Linked DNA regions of Zea mays: region 2 is linked to region 1. The links are chromatin contacts, called in public Hi-C maps. All regions are on one chromosome and are shown on one strand. Each heading gives the region's core, a stretch centred on a gene start, on an enhancer-like site or on the middle of the called end of the contact. The rest is flanking DNA. Distances are from core to core; before and after follow the strand shown.

What was found. A called contact is a pair of places that touch in the nucleus more often than the background predicts.
Region 2: a contact with region 1 is called in a Hi-C map of endosperm, with 4 times the contacts expected there. The contact joins the promoter of LOC103640606 here to the promoter of LOC542751 in region 1. A contact is called at or near these places in 4 of 25 Hi-C or Micro-C datasets (bundle sheath, ear, endosperm and 1 more).

What each region holds. Positions count from the first base shown.
Region 1 is chr1:178,114,215-178,118,769 of Zm-B73-REFERENCE-NAM-5.0, forward strand. It overlaps LOC542751 (origin recognition complex subunit 3), which reads right to left and starts at 2,810. Exons shown (of 3, transcript NM_001112260.2): 1 at 2,405-2,810; 2 at 1-2,171. The coding sequence starts at 2,116. It overlaps LOC100193929, which reads right to left. Exons shown (of 5, transcript NM_001329512.1): 5 at 4,257-4,555. The coding sequence ends at 4,371.
Region 2 is chr1:178,408,652-178,412,806 of Zm-B73-REFERENCE-NAM-5.0, forward strand. LOC103640606 reads right to left here and starts at 2,181. Exons shown (of 1, transcript XM_008663856.3): 1 at 863-2,181. The coding sequence starts at 2,029. The coding sequence ends at 1,151.

The DNA of each region.
Region 1 (4,555 bases), core at 1,560-4,059:
TGCAGAACCTTGCTTGGATCATGCCATCACCCTCCAGAGGCGTGGGGTTTGATTTCTTCTTCTTCTTCGAGGGAGAGCTGCAAGATTTCCCTTTGGCTTTTGAGTTTGTGCTCTTTATAATCCCTTCAAAGGCCGTGTACCAGTCATGGAGGTTAATCATGTCACCATACTCTTGGGCTAGACTGCACAGGATTGATGTGTCGTGCAACGATCCTGACACGGCAGCACCACTCCTACTGCAACAAGAGCATTTCAGATGGCTCTGTGACCTCAGAAGATCGAGTTGAATCATTCTTCTTGGGTTTCCAATCAGCGCAGATCGGAGGATGTCAACATTCTTGAAGCAGACTATTTCATGGAAAGGTAAGCATTCAGCAGGTACCAAATATTTCCTGATAACATCCTGTAACAGCGCAGCCGCTTCCTCGTTTATTAGAACCACTCCATTTCCAGTATTGGCGGTTGATTTCCTTTTGGCCCTAACACTATCTGCACCACAACCTTTTGACCGAAGCTCCTTCACTCTGTCGTTGATCTCACTCATTCCTTTTAAATGGATGCTCCAAACCTCAAGGACGTGTAACAAAATTTCCGTAGGCAAGTACCTTATTGTATTCATTACTTGGGCTATAAATCTTCTAGCAGACCCTGACTTTACTCCTAATAAAGCCACTTTAGAAGCAAATAGGTAACTATCTGGTGCATTTTCAGTTTGCCAATCTGGGCTGGCTGCCTCACAGAAGATATCCAAAAGCTGCACTTTGTCATGCCTTCCAGCTTCATACAGGCACAAGAGAACAGAACTCCAATCCTTTTGCGATTTCAGCAGCCTAGACAATCCTTCTACCATGTTGCAAGAATTCCTTGCATTTTTGTTTGAGGGTAGATCGAAAGCATGTTTCCATATTGTTTGAGGGAGCGATTCAAGCTTATCATGCCAAAATTCCTCAGAATCTTCCTCCACCATTCCTAAGCACAAAAAGCTTAGAGGTTCCATGGAGAAGTGCTTACTGCATGCAAGCTTGAGAGCAGTAATAAAAGAAGTTATTGTCCCATCATGCCTAAAAAAGTAATTTCTGACGAACAGTGCGACTTCATGACTGATGCAAAATCCAGCGCATGGTTTAACAAGGACAGCCTCAACAAGTGCATTCAATCTATCTGAGGGAGACCCCAAGGTAAGTTTGCAGGGCTCTAATCGTTGAAGAGCCTCTGACGAGAGAAGCTTCTTTGGAGCATCAAGGGTAGTTGCTATCCCCATTACAAAGAAGACTGGAATTTTAAACACCCACTCACTCAGCATCATCACAAACTCTCCAAGCACATCGCCAGAACATTGCTCCAAATCATCAATTATGACAATGATAGGCTGATCAAAGTTCTCAGCTTCACAATACCATGATGCTAGCGCAGATACATCAGCAACATCTGGAACATCGGATAATAGCTGTCCCAACAGGCTCCTGAAGCAACCACCAACTCCATGTTTTGCTGATAACTCAGCCGCTGACAGCTTGACTATGTGACATCCATTGGACTTCATATGCCCTGCAAGGTCATGAAACGTTGTGATATCATCAACAAACTCTGCATTCTTGGTGAGGACGAATACCGTCGGGATCCTTCTGCAGATCACATCAGTCAGGAGAGGGTATGGCTGCTGGACTTCAGTGTGGTGCTTTTTCGTGATGGCATGGGCCGAAGCGAAGGACTCCTTCGCCCACTGCAGCACCTGGTCGAACAGCTTGAGGTTGATGGCCCTGAGGACCTCGTCGATGGTGGACTGGATCTTGGACCAAGTTCGGTGGAAGGCCTCAGCACGCAGCTGCTCATATAGCTCCGAATCCCCTTCGTCCTCACACTCCTCACCCGCTGGTTGACGACATCTGTTTGCTGATTTGCGGTTGGGTGAGGATGGCTGTGAGGTCTGAATCTGGCGCTGAGACCGGGAAGATGGCACCGAGGAGGCAGCAGCCTTGTGAAGGACAAGAAATGGCTGGATGTTGTTGGCAGCGGTGGGCAGGGCGTCACAGGGCGGCGGCGACATGGCTGATTTGACTGGAGGAGTCGGTGACTGCTGCGGCGGCGGCGGTTGGCGGGGGCAGTTAGGGTTCATTCAAGCCTCATGTCTTCACTTTCATCAGCAATGCCACCTCAACGCATATAATATACTGTAAATGTAGATAGAAATAAGCGACACGCAACTAAAACAATTACTGAGCATACATTTGTAATCTGAAAGTATTGGTTCTCTTCAGTTTGCAACCCGGTTAAAGATGCAATGAAATTGATTTCGGATTATGGTTCATGCTCCCTAAATCGAAGTGCCAGCTGATGTTGAATGCTTGAAAAGTAACGTTGCAAGACTTGAGGGATTTCTAGGTAATTAAGAGAGAAAAAATACCTGGCAAGATACTCGGCTGCTTCCTGTTTGCTTGCTCCTCCTCGTCCCCGCAGCGGAGATGGTTACGCCGGGCCAACGATGGCGCGGAGAAGGGGGTTTATGGGCACCCGGGGGAGAGAACGGCGGTGTGGGCGACGAGCGAAGCGGGCAGCGGTCGTGTGGGCGAGGTCGTCAGGAGGCGGAGGCGGAACCGCAGCCCGCAGAGTTGAGACGATCGAGAACTGGGAAGTGGGAGGAGGGAGAAGGGAGCGGTGCCCGGCGAGTGCCACGCCGATTTGCTTCTGCCAGGTGTTGAGAACTTGAGATTCGCCGGCGGCGGCCCTAGTGGTCTTCGCGAGGGTATGAACCGCCGCCGCCAGTTGGTAGGGACCGCTTCCCAGTACGAGAGGGAGCGCGTCAAGGTTCGTGCCACGCCAAAAATGAAAAAGTGGGCCCACACGTTGGCGACGTCCAGCACTCCACTCCCTTGCTCTAGACGTCGGGTTGAGTAGGGTTTGGATCGTATCAAGAACGGTTTGTACGTTTTTTTTTTTGCACGACCCGTGTTTAGTATCGGATTGAATTGGGTTGGGACATGCCTCCCATGGATATGTCAATCAGTTTTTTTCGAATTGAATCAGGTTTTTTTAGTTTATGGTCGATTTTTTTAGGTTAGATCAGATTTTAGGTTACATGCATAGTTTGTGCCTAGGCTATGGATTATTGTGGATCAAAAAATGGTTTGTACCTATTCGTTACACTGGCCGCCGAGTAAAAAAAAATTAGCAGATTGGATCAGATCGGTTGGCCTTAGTCTAAGAGCAATTCCGAGAGATGTTGTATACCAATTTGAGCATTTTTTGCGTCGAAACTCCATCTTTTCTTTATTTTTTCGGCTTCCCACAAAGGTGACAATCGATCGCTCATCTATACGTGAGTCAAACTCTCTTGGATAGAGTGCGCGCAATCCAGCAGCCTACGTGACAGGATATGGTGGAGAAGTTGTTGATGTGGCTCATTAAAGCTCCCCTAGGCCAATGAATTCCTTTAAAAAAAATTCGAGTGAAATTTTTATACATGTTTTTTGGATTTTTTTCAACAGCCTCCAATAAAAGATTTTGTGAAAGATTTTTGTAGTGTTCTTTTGGAAAGGCTCTAACCTCAAAACACATTCCTCCAAAACGAACCGGCATCGTCTACGAGGGATCACTTGCTGCCATCGCTCCCGTCACGGTTCCTACCAGCGCTTCTTGTGAGACTTCTTCAAAACCTTGACCATGCTCAACCTTGTTTTTGCGTCGCGTCCGACACAACTTTACCTGATGTCTCGAACACCACGTGTCTACGATCGCCTACACCAAGGACATGGACGACGGGATCCGATTCGTGGTAACCGACGAGAAGGTTTTTTACTCACTTCATTTTAAAATAGTAGTTGTTTTAGCTTTTAAATTATATATATATATTTAAATGGATTATGATAAATCTAGACACATATATGAAACATATACATCAAATATTATATAAACTCATTAATTATTTATGACTCAAAACAGGTGGCTTCGAGACAATAACACACCTAACGTTGCCGTCAAAACGACGCGAATGCGTGTTCTCTTACTTTTTTTTCTTAGGATATGCCCATTTAAAACTTAAATTTCATTGCAAATCTGTGAAAAGGGTCACCGGAGCTACAAGTTTTTGCAGAGAGGATCATTTCTATTGTTCACATCGAAGCACACCTACTACCCGAAAAAAAATCCCTGCAAATTTTCTTCTCGCATCGGGAAAGCACTGTCCACTGTGTCAGTAATCAGCATAAGAGATCGTTACATGAACACTCCCAGCCTCCCACAAAGTCCCTGGAAGCATTGTAAAAACCTGACCTGATCGGGGTCAGCAGCAAACGGTCGAGTTCTCTCACAATACGCGAGAACTCACAAACCCAACCAAATAATAACACCTAAATTTTGTACAAAATAAACACCTAAATCTCCACAGGCTTCTTTAACAATAGAGGTGCCGCGATGTTCTGGTCAGAAGTTGCTCCACCCCCGCTCCTTGTCCCTGTTCTGCTGTACCTTTGCCCGCCAGCGCCGTCGCTCACAGGCACCCGCCGCGCCGCCCTGCGTGCGCTGTCAGTACCCCGGGCAGCAGCAGCACCGGCGGCTT
Region 2 (4,155 bases), core at 931-3,430, 290 kb after region 1:
AGAGTAAAAGTGAGGATACTACCAAAACTATAGATGGCCAATAAGCACGAGGCCCACGAGCCCGGCATGAAGCCCGCTGTTTGGGCCCGGTTCGAGCCCGGCATGGCCCGGGCCGGCCCGACACGAATAAGCGGGCTGGGCTCGGACAGGAAACTAGGCATGGTGGGCTAGCCCGGCACGGCCCGAATACTACTAAGCCCGCTTTTTTACACTAAAACGTGCTTACTAACCCGCATAGCCCACTTTTCGGTCCACTTTTTTCGTGCTAAACAGACCGGTCCGGCCCGTTTAGGCCCGCTGCAGACCGGACTCGAACAGGAAATTGAGCCCGCGTGCTTAGACGGCCCAGCCCGGTTTTCTAACCGTGCCTGGCGGACCGGGCCCAAAATGGGCCGGACGGCCCATTTGACCATCTCTAACCAAAACTGAGGGCATCAACTTAAAAAATCCTTCTTTGAAACACAACTAAGAGTAAAAGTGAGAACACTACCAAAACTGAGGACACCGGCTTAAAAAAACCATTCTTTGTTCTCTCTGCTAAGTATCTATAGTTAGCTGGTAAAAGATGTTTTTTTCTCTCGCTTACCCTCAGGCCTCAGCATCCGGGTAATTTTGCCATATTACAGTTAAAAAAAACCTCACCACCGTACGTAAATGCGTAACAAAGCAAGAGATTTCAGATTCGTCTGCCCTGCCGAGGCGCTATTTATGTTTAAAAACAACCCGTACCTGTCGATCAAGATCGCGAGGCCGGGAGATCTTGTCGCTGTCAGGCCGGAGCTCAGGAACAGTACTGTTTCTCTGATGGGATCTCCAACTGATTGCCGGACGAGGAGCGAGGAAGCAGATGGACACTACTGGCTAGCTTGCTCCGAAAATGTGGTTGTTTATTTTTTTTTTCTCGCGCGCCGCGCGCTCTAGCTGCGTGTTCTTGTCTACTGTTTATTCGCGCTCATACGCTCGTCGTGCTCTTCTGCCTTCTCAGTTCTCACATACAAAACCCAAACTATATCCTCACTAGTCACTACTCACTACTACACATGGAGAAGAGAAGACCCTAGCAGCTGGCCGGCCAAACATGGAGTGGAGTGCTCTGCTATACAAGGGGCATGGAACTCTGGTCGCTGTGCATGCGCGCGCATGGCGTCAGTCAGTCGCTTTCGCTTCCGCTTCGTCTCGCCTGCTCCTCCTCATCCTCCTCCTCCTCCAGCTGTAGCCTCATCTCCCGGTTGAACCTGGCGATGAACTCCTCCACGCGCCGGTTCAGCTCCTCGTCCGACAGCCTCGAGTACTCGCTCTCCAGCTTCTCCTTCTCGTCGGCAGTAGTCTCCGGCGGCGGCCGCCTGTCCGTCGTCGTCGTAGTCGCGGCGCGCCGGAGCTGCCGCCTCGGCTTCTCCTCGCTGAGCACCACGCTCTTGTCCTGCACGACTACGGGGACGAGGGCCTGCGACGACTGCGAGTGCGACGGCCGGTGCCCGGCGCGCCGGTGGTGCCGCCGCCTCGCCGCCCGCCGCTCCTCGCTCCCGGCCAGGCTCCGGCTCCGGCTCGCCGTCGTCGCTGCGCTGCCGCCGTCGTTGGTCGCCGACGGGCTTACGACGACGACGATGTCTCTGCTCTCGACCAATGCGTACGCGCGGTCGTCGTCGCCGCTGCTCTCGGCGATGGCCGCCGCCACGCCAACCAAAGAAGCCTGCTGGTCCTTGGTCGGCGGCGGCGCGTGGAGGCCGCCGTCGCCGTCACCGTCGTCGTCCGGCGAGGAGGAGGAGGAGGAGCGGAAGAAGAGCATGCCGGAGTCGGCGGCGATGACGATGATGATGGAGTTGGACATGAGGAACCAGAAGGTGGTGTCGCGGGCGAGCGCGGCGGGCGGGACGTGGAGGAAGGAGACGTAGAGCACCGGCAGCGACATCACCAGCACCGAGATGGACACCGTCCTCATCAGCTGCTTGCTGCTCTGCTGCTGGCCGGGGCCGGGAGGAGGTCCTTGCATGCTGCTGACGGTGCTGAGCAGAGGGAACATGTGCTGCATATATTTATATGCCTCCCTTGCTTGCCGTCTGAAGAGGGTGCGCTGCCTTGCTATCTCTTATGGCTTGAGAGAGAGAGAGAGAGAGAGTGTGTGAGGCAGAAGAGGCTTGTAGAATGTTCAGTGCGAGGGAGGGCGTGTGGCCTGGTGCTACCCTTTTATAGCATGCCAGGGGGCCATGGCCATTGCAAGAGAGGAGAAGGCAAAGTTCTGTCCCGGTCCTGGGCCCGCCCCAGAGAGAAAAATACACATGGAACCACACCACTTGTCAGTAGAACAAAAACTACCGGCGCCACTGGATCGGCTTTGAGATCCGTGCTCGTGCTGCAAGCCCAAGCAGCCGACCAGGATCGGTGATCATCACTTGTGTAGCAGCAGTAGTAATGAATGCTAGCTGCTGTGTAGTTGCAGGTTTTGTGGCTGCCATTGTGAGTGTGAGCAGGGACGGATCGCGGTCGGGGCTCCAGCCCAGCCCCATACTGTTTCGGATACCATAAAGTCCACTAGAGACTTCCATATACTAAAACGTGTATAAATATAACGTAGAAGGGCTTCAGTGAATCAGTTTAGTTTAGTCTCTCCTAAACTTTTTTTTTCGTACTTGAGTGTGAGCATGATTGGCAAATCTAGAGAGTGCATGTAATGCAAGCAGAGCAGAGCCATGGCCCATGGGGGCAGGCAGACAGACACTGAATATGTGTGCTATCATCATCATTGTCATCAACTCATCATCATCTCTTCTAATCCTGTGGCTGGATCTTTATCTACCAAAAAAAGAAAAGAAAAAAAAAAAGAAATCATGTGGCTGGATGCGCGTGCCTGAACTGGGAGGGCAGGCACCTGCTGGATGCAGCTGGACTCGCAAAGATTTCCTGCAGCAAATTGGGCAGGCAGGCAGGCAATTTGCAGGGGCGGCAGGCACACACTACTGCACTTGTGAGACCGACCAGCGGAAGCAGATGGGTCTGTTCACTTTCAAGGTGTACATGTTGGCCGGCATGCCAGGACACAGGTGCTGGCCATGGTCACTAGGAGCTAGGGATCTATGGACGACGACGGACGCAGTGCAGTGCAGTGCAGTTGATATCACATCAGATGGCTCGTCGTCGTGGTCGACAATAATTGGCATGCATGGACGATTCAAGCGTCGTCGAGGGAGAACGGAGAACTTGTGTACATGCATGTGCTCCCATGGCTACGTACAGGTGCGTGCCACGCACTCTAGCATTATGGCTACAATTGATTGTTGGACGAAGAGTCCAGGGGCCTATTTGTATCTGTTCGTGGGGAGAATCTAGTTACCATAGAGATTACTTGTGTTACCATGGAGATTATGTGTGAAGAAGCCGGAGGTATTTATAGAGTTTAGGATCTACAAAAGGTGACAAATTACTATTTTCGCTCGCGACGGCTCAACCGATTTCGTGCTCACGTTGATTTTGGACGGTTTTCAACAACAAAAAATGACTGAAAAGATAAGTGTTTGACAGCCCTGCGCAGCAACTTCTGGTGGTCAGAAACTGAAAACAAGCCGAAACAAACAGATTTATTTAGCATGTGCACCGATGCCTTGTATGAACAGGCTGCATTCTCTAGTACCATTAAGCTAGATCTCCCACCGTATATATATAGTCGGTCATGAAGTGAGGCCAGGGAAGCTAGAAGAACAGGCTGCATGTGCACAGATTTATTCTTGTTTGAGCTTGTAATCTTTTTCCTCTTTTAGTATGGAGGTACCTCGAACCTCTCTAATTATATGAACCTCAATTGTGTCCAGATCCAACATGGCCAACGAACTCTCTCTATTTTTTGGTATTTTTGAGTACCCCGGTGTTGTTAAGCAACTACCATTTATAATTATAGTGGTGTAGTCATTATTTTGTCTTTTTTTTACCTTTTTAGTACTTCAGGAGCTTACATATCTCCTCTTCCTGATATTCAAACTCCATTTTTTAGTACTTCAGTAGCTTACTTTTTTTTATACAGAGATAATATGTCATCAGGCTTAGGGCCTGTTTGTTTACCCCCAGATTATATAATCTGGATTAAATAATCCTAAAAGGCAAACAAACAGTCTAGCTTATTTGTCCAGATTATATAATCTAACCCCTTGGATTATGATAATCCAT